2 separate regions of the Mus musculus genome follow, and region 1 is linked to region 2. The links are chromatin contacts, called in public Hi-C maps. All regions are on one chromosome and are shown on one strand. Each heading gives the region's core, a stretch centred on a gene start, on an enhancer-like site or on the middle of the called end of the contact. The rest is flanking DNA. Distances are from core to core; before and after follow the strand shown. Region 1 has its middle 4.5 kb from the start of Gm13580. Region 2 overlaps Ly75 (lymphocyte antigen 75).

Region 1 (7,027 bases), core at 3,602-6,101, 77 kb before region 2:
GGAACGAGCGGGCAGGTCCAGAGGCCAGTTTACCTTAGGGATTTATGGTTGAGCTAAGTGACCAAAGACCAAGATACCCAGGATACTTTTAGCGCTTAAAGTATTCTTAGGAATACTTTCATGAGATGGAATAACATACTTCAGAAGCCTACCACACTATGAGCCGCAGCCACATCCCTTAGATGTCCTTGTCCCATGGCACTTCAGTTAGGTCCAGCCCAATGGCGGCTAGGGGGTAAGAATCAATAATGGAGCCAGGGAAGCCAAGCCAGGGCTGTGGATTTGCTGACTCCCTTCTCCCCTCCTGCAGCCCTGTGGAGGCCATGTTTTGTTCTAAGCCTTCTGCCTGTTGCTTGTCTGTGCCACAGGATTCCCGGGTCCGAGACTACCAACAACACAAACTTCTCAAGGCCTGGGACGGGAAAGTTCCCCAATGCCTGCAGGTGGAGCTGGACTTTAACCTTACACCTTTACTAAGCCGTTTTCAAACACCCCTCTCAGGGAGCAAGCTCTCTGGGGGAGCCCTAAGGACAAGCATGGGCCCCACTTGGGATGTTGGATTAGTTACTATTTAGGAGACTAGATGCTCCGGAATGGTGTGTGCGTGTGCGTGTGCGTGTGCATGTGTGTGTGTTGTGGGGCTTTTTTTTTCATATGAAGCTTTTCCAACACAACATAAAATTCCAATTAAACACTTGTTCAGCCCTACTGGACTCCAAATGCAAGCACAGCAAATCATCCCCCCCAGTAAACCATATTTGAACTGAAATAAGAGTGGACACCGTCGAGGGAGGAAAAGGCTATTATCAACTCAAACTGTTAAATTATACTTTCATGACTGAACACAACTGTAATCCATATTATTATTTTAGATTACACTATAAAACGCAGTCATTTATCGCCTTTCCAAAACTGAGTGGTAATATATTACCAAATTATCAGGGGCCCTTTAATAAAGCTCTTGAATTTGATTTATACTGCACGATGTCCCTTATCCTTGGGAATAAGGTATCCTTAGTCTTAAACCTAGGGACATAAAATCTCCCTCTAATCAGCTGCCAGAAACCTTCCGCTTCGGCGCCTTGTTGACACTGGTGTCAGCAGGACATTAAAGCTTCAAGCGTTTTATGTTTGATCAAATACCAACATAACACTGAAGCAGAAGAATGAATTCAGAGTGAGGCTTCCAAAAAAAAAACAAAAAACCCTATAGGCCTCCCTCTTCCTTCCTCCCCTCCCCCACCAAAAAGGTCACTTGAATCACAGTTTGGTGACAAAAGATTCCTCCATGAGGGTTGGAGATAAACAGAGCGGCTGGAGAACCAAAGAAGAGAGACACAAGCACTGAGATGGGCTGCTCCTAAAATGTCGGCCATGTCTAAGACACAGTGGGATGAAACCGTGCCAGGAACAGGGAAGGCGACCTGGTATTTACTTCAGAGGGGGGACACCAGCAGGGCTGAGAGTTTGCCCCAAGTTTGCTCTCAGCTAGTGCTTGGGGCTGCTGGAATTACACATCACACACTGTAGGCCTTTCCTGAAGGAAATCTCTCAACAGAAAAGAAGAAGAAGAAGAAGAAGAAGAAGAAGAAGAAGAAGAAGAAGAAGAAGAAGAAGAAGAAGAAGAAGAAGAAGAAGAAGAAGAAGCATCCAATGTTAGACAGAAAAAAAAATTCTCACCTAACTTTAGTTTCCCCCACCCCACTCTGCGCTCTAAAGTTCTCTGCGCCTTCTAAAAGAATTTTTTTTATTATGCTGCTAGATTCACAAAGGCACTCAAAGGAACAGATTGACTTTTCAGTGTCTCAGAAATCAACAAGAAAACGTCAACAATTAAAGCAATGCTCTTGGGAGATTATTTACACACAAGAACTCATTCTACTTAGACTGCTGTCTATGCAGTCGGCATAAATATGGCGTCTATGCAGTTTGCATAAGTGCTGTCTTTGATCATCTTTTTTTTTTTAACCTGCTTCTCTCCTTAAACACACACAAACCCAGCTAAATGCAGCCCCACTTCCCCACAGTAAGGACACTGCTCAACCTTGGAGATGTCTACCGCCACCACCATGTCACTGAAGAGCTGTCAGCTAAAGATCATTGGAGGGGGCTTTTTCTAGCAAAATGATCGGGAAAACAGATATCACCTGCTACTTCAAGGTGAGAGGAGCTGGGGAGAAGTCGCTAACATAAGAAGCCCATAGTGACTGACTGGGAAAGGGGACAGGCAAAGGAGGGGCCTGCTTTGGTTTGTTTGAAAAATTACATACTAAGGAGTTGAAGAAATAGAGTTTCTTGTTGGTGTTTTAAGCCTCTGGCTTTGTGGCGGTTTCACATTGATAATTAACACCAACCCAAAGAATCCGACCCTGCTCAGAATCCAATCTGTAAGAGTGGAGGAGGAGGGCACACAGGCTTTCCAAAACTCAGAGGCTGGGATTGTAGGACTACAGTGTTCTTCCTACTCATGGTGAGTTAGTTCTCTAATATATGTTTACAAATTCCTTTTCTGTTGGAAATAGAAAGGGCTCCTTTTTGTGCAACTCGGAGCTCTGGCCGTACAATTCTGTTCGCATTGTCTCAGACATGTTGGGTTATCCTCACATGCAGGGATCCCAGGTTCAGTATTCTTTCTCCTATAAGTTCATCCATGGAAAATGTAGATAAACTGAGATGTATGAGTCACCACAGAGCAGAGTTTAAAAGGTGACATTGGAATCTTATTCACTTTAATTAAAATTAATTCTCCTTCACTCTTTCTATTCATCAAAGTCATTCACTGTTGGTGAAGAAACAAAATGAGTGTTTTAAAAGTTGCAGCGTATTGTATGTGAATAATACAAAGACCCTGCCTGGTGGCTGGCAGTGGTGGTGCTCGCCTATATTGACATCACTCAGGAAACAGAGGCAGGAAGATTGCTACAGACTTGAGGTCTTGTACACACAGCAAGTTCTAGGCCAGCTGGGGCTCCATGGGAGATGCTGTTGCAAGTGTGTGTGTGTGTGTGTGTGTGTGTGTGTGTGTGTGTGTGTGTAGAGGGCTCTTGCCCTGTGCTTTAGAATAAGATTGTGTTTCTTTTTAGGGCAGTGGTTCTCAACCTTCCTAATGCTGTGGCCCTTTAACACAGTTCCTCATATTGCTGTTTCATAACTAATTTTGCTACTGCTATGAATCATAATGTAAGTATCGGATAAGAAGGATATCTTATATGTGACCGCTGTGAAAGGCTCATCCAATCACCAAAGGGGTGGAGACCCTAAGGTAGATAACCACTGCTCTAAATCGGTGTGTGCTCCAAGAGACCCACCCAGTCATTTGAGACCTTGTGAGGAAGGCTCTCAGACCATCACTGTGAATGACTGAGCCAGAATCTGCATTTCATCAGGGTGCCCATGTGATCTTTGTGTATACTGAAGGTCGAGCAGCCCTTTCCATGGGGACAAGGTGGACCTCACAGAGGAAATGGCACCAAGTTGTTACTTGGGATTAACTATCGAGAAAAACACTTCAGATCATGAAAATATCCAGAGCAGGGGTATGAAGATGGGGAAGCATTGAACACCACAAGAGATCACGCAGTGGTTTTGGACCTTACACATAGATTGAGCGCCTAGGGAGTACGTTAGGACTGGACTGTGAGTGGTCACCTGGGAGAGTTTCCTCGTTAACCCAGGGCTACTGAAGCTACCGGAAAGGGCAGGTGAGATGCCGTGTACTCTAATCAAGTTCATTCCGTAAACAGCTAGGGACAGGAGACATATGGCAGTTGTTCCGACAAGAACAAAGTACTAACGGTATGAGGAAAAGGAAGCGTTGTGAGTTACAGGGCAGGAAAAATAAACAGAACGTGGGACTATTTATTGGCCAGGGATGTAAGGGATGGAGAAGGTTGAAATTTTACATGAAGAGTGTTCCGGCAGGAAGAGAGAAATAATAGTTATCAGGATGAAACTTAACGTATCTGGGTTAATCTTGATAATTTTGCTATCAGGATCTCATCCTGGGCACGTGCACTTGATAACGGGAGATTAAAGGGAAGAGAGAGAGAAGGGGAAATGGAGAAAAAGGCCAGGAGGCCATTCATACCTGGGAAATAAGTGAATTTTCCAAAGGTGGAAGTGTAGGTGGAGGCAGGTAGGCAAGAGTAGAATGTCCAGAAAACCTTCACTCAGGAGTGAGAAAGAAAAGAAAATGTGCTGGCCACATATCTTAGGAGCATACCACAGCCCCCACCCGTAGGCAGATTTGATAGGATAGGAGTACATGTTAGAGAACAGAGATTAGAAAATGAAAGGGGGGGGGGGAAAGAAGGAGGAGGAGGAAGGCAGCTGTGAGCTCAGACAAACTCAAGGAGGCCACATGAATGGTTTGCTGAGACCATCATGGTCATGTCTGTGGTGGCTGCAGGAGGCAGGGCACATCAGGGCTGACATTACACTGTCAGTGGTCCTGAGTTCTTGTTTCATCTTCCTCTAGAAATTATTTCTGATTTCCCATGCAACAGTCTTGGTGGGTGGCACACCAGTTGGAGTCTAGTACTGTAGCAAGAAGAGGAGGGGAGTAGAAGAAAATGGGGAGGGAGGAGGAAGGGAAAGGAGGGGAGAGGAGAGGAGGGGAGGGGAGAAGAAAGGGAAGGGGGAAGGGAGGGGAGGGGAGGGGAGGGGAGGGGGAGGGGAGGGGGAGGGGAGGGAAGGGAAGGGGAGGGGAGGGAAGGGAAGTGAGAAGGGGAGACAAAGACAAGGAAGAAGGAAGAGAGAGGAGGAGAGAGAAGTCACAGCCTCCATCTGTACCCCATGGATTCTACGACCTTCCCACTACTTCTTCAAACAGAGACAGATCAGGAAGTTGGCAAATATCCACTAAGGCAAGGAGGAAGAAAGGCAGCAAAGAAATCGGTACTGCAGTCTCATAGGAGAGGAGAAAGGCGTGGTCACATGATCACTGTATCAAACACAATTTGGATGCCCAGGAGGATGTAGCAAAGGGTGGTTCACTATTGGCAGTTAACGTCATGGGCCAGCGGTCAATCCAAGGGTGAGAAAGTAAAAGCCAGCCTTCAAGAAAATAGTAGAGGCTGAGTGAGGTCTGTACTTCAACTCCCCTTCTTAAATGTGGAGGAAAGGACTAGGGGTGGTGGTTCCAGAAAGCTCCTGAAGGCCCCCAAGTCACGAGCTACTGCCAGTGTTCTTGTTTTCCCACTAGCATTGGATGGTAAGACCTTCCTGCTGAAGACACCTCACATGTAGGTCACTGAAATAAGACAAGTCAAGCTATAACTGAGCTAGGAGCTTCCTCCCTACTATGTAGCCCTCATACTGTTGGAAGCTGTTATACAGGCTGCAGGAGACACTCTGATCAACAGTCATGCTCAGCTGTGGTCTCTGCGTATCATAACATTGACTATCCAAGCAACAGGAGCACTCTGGCGCAGTAGCAACATGGCTGTTATAGGGTGCAATCACTTTCCGATTGGCTCTGAGGCCCACTCCACAGGAAGGAACTCATTTCTGCTACTGTGAAGCCCATCAAAGGCTAGGGGAGTCACATGACCTAGTATGGACTCCACTGCTATCGGTCTACTAACTGGGAGTAATGTGCTTCTCAATTTTGCCTTCTAAATATTGTTTTGTGCCCATGTAGATTAGTACCGCTGTCTTCTGTGATAAGAGAGGCTCGTTTTCTAAGTGGGCAGTGGGTGACTCATAGCTGGTCACGTGCTAAGAATTAAATTGACTGCTAAATGCTGAACCCTAAATGGGACATCTATGTCAATGCCTGAAAGGGAACATCGTAGAAGACGGGGTGGGAAGGCTACAGGAACTGGATGAAGCAACGGAGCATTGTAGAGTGGAATCTTCCTGGAATGACGTGGTTTTATGCTCTTGAACTCTCAGCATCTTTGAGTGTACACGACACGCATGAGATTGCGTGAGTGGATATTCTGTCAGGGGAGGAATGTGGAGCATGAGGCTAGCCCTCCCCGAGGATAAAAATGCAGTTAGTGTTGCTGAGAGGAAAAGGCATTTTCCTCAGTGGTAGTGTGCCCACCCACTTTGCCTGTGTCATCACTACTGCCTGTTGGGGTTCATTCTCAGAGCCTGATTCTCTGGCCTTCCGGCAAGTTTCCAAACCTATGTATACCCAGAGGCCTGCCTCCTAGTTAGCAAGCTGACAATATTACCATCACAAAGAACTGATTGGAAATGGGGAGGGACAGTGGGAATGGGGGGCGGGCAAAGACAAGAAATGGTTATGGGGGCCAAATATGATGACAACATATTTACCTGGAATGTCATATTGAAAGCCATTATTATGTTCAACTGAGCTGAAATATACATCGCTTTAGAGCATGGGGGTAGATCCAAGGGAAGACCCACAAGAAAGGTTGGCGATGACAAATGGACATTTAGCTGTATTTCAGACCAGTGTGCAGGAGTCTACAAAGGCAACTGAAAGTTCAGGGTGAAAGAGTGAAATCTGATCCTAGCCAGTGCAGGAGGAGTGTCTAATTTAAAAAGAGGGATGGCTAGAGGGATGGCTGTACAGGAGAAGGGCATGGGGACAAGAAAATCCTGGAGGGGTTCTTTGATTTAGTTTAGCTGATGCGAGATATTATCACAGGCCGATATTAGGCTGGAAGCTGCAGCGTGCACAGACATGAATAGGAAAGGTCTCATGACTTCTGTGAGTTGATGAGCCAGGGCCCATTAGATTAAATGATGGCTGATGTTCATTCAGCCTTAAATGTGTTAGCGCTTTAATATTTTAAGCTGCAAATATCAATACAAACAAGTGAGAATTTAATAAGACCAAGCAAGATGCACATTGTTATGGGAGTTTGGGGGCAGAAAACAAATGCTTGTAGCTTCAGGGCTTCAAGGACAAGGGTGAGTCCTGAAGGACAAGGAGACAAGAAGACAGTGACAGCCCCCCCCCCCCACACACACACACACACACTGGTGTTATGGTTATTTTTGTTTTGATGTTGTTTTGTTTTGTTTTGTTTGAGACAGGGTTTCTCTGTGT
Region 2 (6,670 bases), core at 1,850-4,349:
AACCTGGATCTTTTGGAAGAGCTGCCAGTGCTCTTAACCACTGAACCACTTCTCCAGCCGAACAAATGGATTTTAATTCTTTATGTTTATATTTAGTTCACTTATTACTTCACATATTATTTATACAACATTTCACTTAATATTTCTAAAGACTATAAAACCCAAACTTGACCATGCAAGGTAGTATATATAATCTCAGCCCTTGGAAGGCTGGGACAGCAAAGTTGTGAATTTGAGGCCAGATCATCCTGAACTGTAGACAAGACAGAAGAGGGGTTGGGGTGAGTGGGTAAGGGAGGAGGGAAGAATACAGGGAGAGAGAGAGAGAGAGAGAGAGAGAGAGAGAGAGAGAGAGAGAGAGAGAGAGAGAGATTTTAAATCCTCATACAAAATATGATGGGCTTCACAGCATCCAAAATCATGCTAGAAAGGCTAAAGAGAATTGCTTACATGACTGATATTAAATATCAACTTGATAGGTATGTATCGGTAGAGAATATAAATAATCCTTATTCATTATCATGTTTTTTTTTAACTTTTTAACTTTCTGTTTCTACTAGTAGAAAATAAAATTAAATTGCAGAATAGCCTTTGGGTGGGAAATTAGTATTGTTTAAAGTTTATAATTAACCATAATAAGACACTATATGCACAATTAATATATTGGTCCAATTATATATTCTCTATATATGTATATATAACTTATATATGTATATGTGTATATATATGTATATATATATGTGTGTGTGTGTGTGTGTGTGTGTGTGTATGATTATAGCAGCAATTTTCTGTATCCAAAATAGGACCTATGGCTATATAAAGTAAGATATGTCTGATTATTTTTGATGAAATATCCCAGTGTATATTATTTTTTGAAACCAAGTAATAGAGTTTTGGGAGATTTTTGTGGTTTTGTGGTTACGATAAAACAAAATATTTAAATGAAAAGTGTCCTAGAGTATCCAGCACATGTATGTGGTTTCTTTTCAGATTTCTGGCGAGGAACAGAAGTGGTGGGTGAAAACGAGTGAGAATCCAATTGATCGTTACTTTCTAGGGTATGTAACACCTTAGATACCAACTGGATCAATTTACTACAAAAGAGGCAGTCCTCATTCCCCTGTGCGAGATTACGACTCCTAAAGTTTTAAACATTAGTCCATACATTTGAGAAACCAGATTTCTCTGCATGTTTGGGATCAAAGGAGTGGCTTAAAAAAACGATAACGTTAACATTAAGTTGATAATTAAGATGATTTAGGGTAAGGAAGATGTAGAGGACGAATAATTGCACTACAAGTTCTCACCCCGCCCCCTTCCTTTCAGCTCGCGCCGCCGCCTGTGGCACCATTTCCCCATGACGTTTGGAGATGAATGTTTGCACATGTCAGCCAAGACGTGGCTTGTTGGTAAACTTCATTCTGACTCTTCCATGTTGACTGTGTAATCTGAACTTCATATTCAGTTACTGCCTAAATCTGTCTTCCTTCTGAGTGAACGTCCAGTGGCTTCTTCTTAATTTACCATTGATAATAGTAGCTCAAATTGCCAAGAGAAGCTCTTTCCAATATGGATATGTTCAGTTCTTTTACCCTCAGTTCTCTTATCTTTTATTACTTTTAGACTACGCTTAGTGCTTGTATAATTGATAAGCAGACAGACACGTTTGCAGGGGCGAGCAGACAGTAGCTCTGCATCCCCTCGTTAGACATCCCTGCCAGCTCTCTCTTCCTGTTTCACCCCGCCTTTTTCTGGCTTAACATATGGTTGCTTTATCAAATGTGTAATTTTTACAGGCAATATCATTATTATATAAACCTCTTGACATGAAAAATAGTAGAGGCAGAAATGACCAGTAAAGACCAAGCATATATTTTAACTATCAGGAATGTCTTCAGACTGTCCCTAGCACCAAAAACTGTATGATAAAGTAGGACCTTGTCTTTTTTAGCCTTTTTTTTTTTTAAATGCTCTCAATGAAAAGTTTTCATCATCACAATTCCGGCTCTCCCGTTTCAGACTTAAGTAAACGAGCGGACTGTAATGCCAAGTTGCCCTTCATCTGTGAAAGATACAATGTCTCTTCATTAGAGAAATACAGCCCAGATCCTGCAGCCAAAGTACAGTGCACTGAGAAGTGGATTCCTTTTCAAAATAAGGTGAGAAGAGAATCGTTCACTGTGCCAACCATGGTCGCTTTGGTGCTGCTTGGATAGCCTGTGGTAGAAGGGCAGCCTCTCAGACCCCTCTCTGAGAGCACTTCCCACGTGGCCTCTGCTTCCAGAAACACAAGCAACATCAAACTCATTTCTCAAGCTGTCATGCCTACCGGCCTTTGTATTCATTGTTCCCAGCACCCACGATGACTTTCGATCCACTGGCTGGTTCCTAACCCCACAGCCTGAGGAAAGTGACTCCATTTCAGGGCGCTGCTTTCTTTCCCCCTTAAAAGAGAAAAATCTAAGTAGCCTCTGTCAATCAGCTTAGGTCAGAGACCCCATAAGTGCTACAAAGTACTTAACCTTGATGTTGTCCCCATGGGAGACCGATGATGCAATAGGTCTGGTGAATGGCGAGTTCTGTGCTTGCCTCTCGGGGATGCTTGAGCCTTACTGTTGCTGTATGTGTGTATCGCAGATTCACTGGGATGCTAGGAAGAAACTGTCACCTCATGTTAGCATGTTGGTTCTCTCACTTGGAAGATGTGTAGAGGGCTGTAGTCTAGACTGGTGTGAAGACCCCACAAAGCCTTCAAGAGCAGCAAGCCCCTTGTTTCTGCCCTGCCATAGTCAACACAGGGCATCTCCCATGGGGTTCAGGGTGGTCCTTCTGGGACTGTTTCTGGAAATCACCCAGTGACTTTCCTTGTGGCTCAGCTTCCTTTAACCATCCAGCCTATAAGAAGGCTGAACAAAAATTGTAGAATGGAACACGGCTTGAGACAAACTATTCCACCCTGATCTGTGCTCCTAATCACATAGAAAGGAAGAGATAGATGGATTTGCCAGCAGAAGGGCCCGCAGTGAAGCAGGGGCCATCTTGATTTCTGGATTCGGGGAGGGGCAGCTCTATCACTGACCTACGATCTCAGCCATGTTTTGACTTGGGGGAAAAAAACCCACAGGATAATTTTTTTAATTCCTCAAAGGTGCTGTATCTATGCTGATTTGCACAGTGACATAAACTTGAATTAAAATGTCCTACCCAAAAGAAAAGATATGTGTCAGAGAATAGGAGCGATGACTAAGAAAGAGCCCAGACTTGCTCTCCGATAGAACAGGCTCGAGATAACCACTTCACCACTCAGCGGTTGCTTTGCATCTGAGTCAAGTTGCTTGACTTGACTCAGCTTTCTCGTTTGTTCTGAGAGTTAAATGAGATAAGGATATGACTGTCCGAATACAAAAGCCGCAGGGCAAGCAGGAGACACACTCGACAAGTGAGACATTTTAAAGATACGTGTAATAAATAACATGAAAACAGCTCGTCACATGTTTTTATTGAAAGTATGAATTTGAAGTCACGTCGTTCATTTGCACATCTCACAGGTAGACGGCAGCGCGCTAAAGGTGAGGTGTTGCTGCTTCGGTGGTTTTCTTGTGTCTGGGGCTGAGGCTTCCTCTGTGTCTCTGTTTACAGTGCTTCCTAAAGGTCAACTCTGGGCCCGTTACGTTTTCTCAAGCAAGCGGCATTTGTCATTCCTACGGCGGCACCCTTCCTTCCGTGCTGAGCCGGGGTGAACAAGGTACCAGAATCTCTGGGAAAGGGTGCCGTTTGTTTGTTTGTTTGTTTGTTTGTTTGTTTGTAATGGGGATAAACTAGGGCCTCCGCACAGCTTGGAAAGTGCTATATGCTGGAAACCTTGCTTTGGTATGATTTGGGAGCCAAGTTAGTTTTGAGAAGCTAAAATCATACAGCTAATCGACTTTCCGTTAGAGAAGGCAAAAGGCTATCTTGATAATCTAAATGCTTTTTTACTTTTTATGCATTTATGTGTGTGTGTGTGTGTGTGTGTGTGTGTGTGTGTGTGTGTGTTTACACACTCATATGTGACGATCAGAGAATGACATGCAAGAAGGACTCTGTCCGTCCTTTCCACCGTGTGGGTTCTGAAAACCCAGCTCAGGTCCTCAGGGCCGTCTAGCTCTCTGACCCTAACTGCTTTCCTAAAAATTTCTTTATAACAGATTTCATTATATCCTTGCTTCCTGAAATGGAAGCTAGTCTATGGATTGGTCTGCGCTGGACTGCCTACGAAAGGATAAACAGATGGACAGACAACAGAGAGCTGACCTACAGCAACTTTCACCCACTGCTGGTCGGTCGGAGGCTGAGCATACCAACGAATGTGAGTGAGTCGTATGCCAGTCATCTTACTCAGTGCTGGGAAACGATTGAATCTCCAAAAATTACTAGATACAGAGTGGTAGCCTAGGGACTGAGGCTATAGCTCAGTAGAGTACTTTCGAAGCATGCTCAGATCCCTGCGTCTGGTCTCCAGCAAACGTATAAACCAGGAAGCACGGCACAAGCCTGTAATCCTACACTTGGGAGACAGGGCCAGGAGGGTCAGCAGCTCAGGCACCCTTATCTATATCGTAGGTTTGAGACCAGTCTGGGATATAGGAAACCCTGTCTCAAAACATTTTAAATAACAATAAAGGAGTGGCCCAATGCACAGTTCCATTTATAACACATATTCAAACAGGCAGATTAAGAAAGCTAGAGTTCCCCCATTTTACAAAGTATAGAATGTTAATAGAATATAATCCAAAACTGTTCATATACATAGAAAATTGTAACCTTATTTAATATGTAAATAGATGCAAGCTCTCTAAGGAAGGAGTGTGTACTACTTATGGCGACTACCTGAGGATTGGACAATCATAGCAGTCAAGAACTTAAGTCAGTCACAAGCTGTTAAGTACTCAGACATGCCCAAATTAGGCCAATATCGAGTGTTACTAGGCTATTTCTGTATACTGCTTCCTTTTTTCTGTCTTTAAATACTGGCTAGCCACAACACTAGGTGGAGTTTTTGAATCTTAACTGGATCGGGGAATGACCCAAAATGTAAATCGTTTCTTTGTTCAAGTAAACTCTGCCAAAATTAAGCTAGAGTTAAGAGTGGTTTCCGAAGGCTGAGGAGGCTGCAAGGGAGGTTCTGATGCCGTGAAGTGCGAGGCTTCTTTTTAGAAAAGAGAAAGTCATCTAACCCTGACTGGAGTGATAGCTGTCCACTTTGCGCATACACTCAAAACTCCACACTGCACACATTAAATAGGTGAGTTGTCGCTCAATAAAGCTCTGAGAACCACAGCCTCCAGGTCGGTGGGCCTGGCTTTTACGGCAGCAGGTTCCTAGCACTTACTTCAAATGTCTTACCTGATGTGAGCCATCCACTTCGCTCTCTCAAGACAAAAAGGCAGAACAGTGATGGGTGATTTCTCTGTCAGCACACATCTTTAATCCCAGCAGTAGAGAGGCAGAGGCAGGTGGATCTCTGAGTTCAAGGCCATCCTGGTCTACAAAGTGAGTTCCAGGACAGCCAGGGCTACGGAAAGAAACCCCGTCTAAAACAAACAAAGCAAAGCAAAGCAAAACAAAACAAAACAAAACAAAAAAAATCCTACATGTGAAATGGCACAGATTTTATTTCTGGGTGATAGTCTCATTAATGGGAAATAAGGCACTAGGGAAGGAGAAGGGCACTGTATTGGAAGCAGTTATACAGACATCTTGAGATTGCCACAACAAATTAAATTCCTGGTGAGATTCTGTCCAGATATTAGAGGAAATACGACCCTTCTATCAGTCACCTAATTTGGAGATGTGGTGTACAGCATCTCCTCACTCATGCCATTCTAGCTTCCTCCTGTCCGTCTTACTCACACCTAGAAAGCTGTGGCCTGGGGACTTGTATACGGATTTTCCTTTTCCCAATAGGCATCTGTGTCGGTTACTTTTGGGTCAAGGTAACTGCATGGTCTGAACTCTTCAGGGCGGAACATCTACTGTGAGCCGTGGTTTCAGGAGGTTTCTGTCCAGGGTATTACGGAGTTTTTCCCATCAGGCTGACAGGGTAAATCGCAGGACACTGAGAGATTACGTTTCAAGCACCAAATCTACTTGTTCTGAGGAGATTATTTTTTGTTGTTGTTCCAAGGTTGACTTGACAGCCTTTCATTTGGGAATGTTTGTGTCCCTGCTCATCGGCTGGTTTTTTAAAGCTCTGTTACAACGCTTTCTTCCAGTCATGCTGCCATAACAAAACGAAGCGTGCAGCTTTCTGTCTTGTCCATGTTCGGGAATTACAACCCCACCGGCGCTAAGGACGGAACTGCGTACACAATGCTAGACTCCTCTTTAGAGATAAGGAGTCACCTCAACCGGCCTCTGGATGCCTTTGGAAGTTGACTTAGATCTTTCTGAGATCAACTTCCCACTCTAAGTCCCAGTGCTACTTTAGGGTCAATATAATAATTGGATAAAAATCATTCATTTCTAGTTTTAGTCCAGTACACATGAGTGTTTTTCGATATCCACCAGTGTCAATATCCAGTTTTCTCCAGGCGTACTGGCCCATTTAGAGGGTTTAATGTTGAAGGAAGGAACTTGTCCATTCCACTGACATTCTGAAGTCCATTATAATAAACATGCATATGGTTTT

What was found. Hi-C and Micro-C count contacts between places; a contact is called where the count stands out from the background.
Region 1: a Hi-C map of the G1E-ER4 cell line shows a contact between it and region 2, with 1.8 times the contacts expected there. The contact joins two enhancer-like sites. A contact is called at or near these places in 1 of 39 promoter capture datasets (3T3-L1-derived adipocytes), 1 of 15 datasets of contacts at CTCF or cohesin (CD8 T cells), 23 of 484 Hi-C or Micro-C datasets (the C2C12 cell line, the G1E-ER4 cell line, LSK cells and 8 more), 10 of 115 datasets of contacts at active chromatin or transcription factors (embryonic stem cells and intestinal villus epithelium) and 1 of 9 other capture datasets (embryonic stem cells).

Annotation. Positions count from the first base shown.
Region 1 is chr2:60,403,500-60,410,526 of GRCm38.p6, reverse strand. No RefSeq gene overlaps it. Among named protein-coding and RNA genes, the nearest start is that of Gm13580, 4.5 kb to the left of the region's middle. Within about 2 kb of position 4,851, at least 11 of the 459 cell types and tissues checked have an H3K27ac peak or open chromatin away from gene starts, as enhancers often do. A contact at or near this core is called in the G1E-ER4 cell line, where this site is marked.
Region 2 is chr2:60,325,465-60,332,134 of GRCm38.p6, reverse strand. Ly75 (lymphocyte antigen 75) reads left to right here. Exons shown (of 35, transcript NM_013825.4): 19 at 991-1,058; 20 at 1,327-1,409; 21 at 2,020-2,159; 22 at 3,640-3,745; 23 at 4,188-4,348. Among named protein-coding and RNA genes, the nearest start is that of Cd302, 44 kb to the right of the region's middle. Within about 2 kb of position 3,099, at least 8 of the 459 cell types and tissues checked have an H3K27ac peak or open chromatin away from gene starts, as enhancers often do. A contact at or near this core is called in the G1E-ER4 cell line, where this site is marked.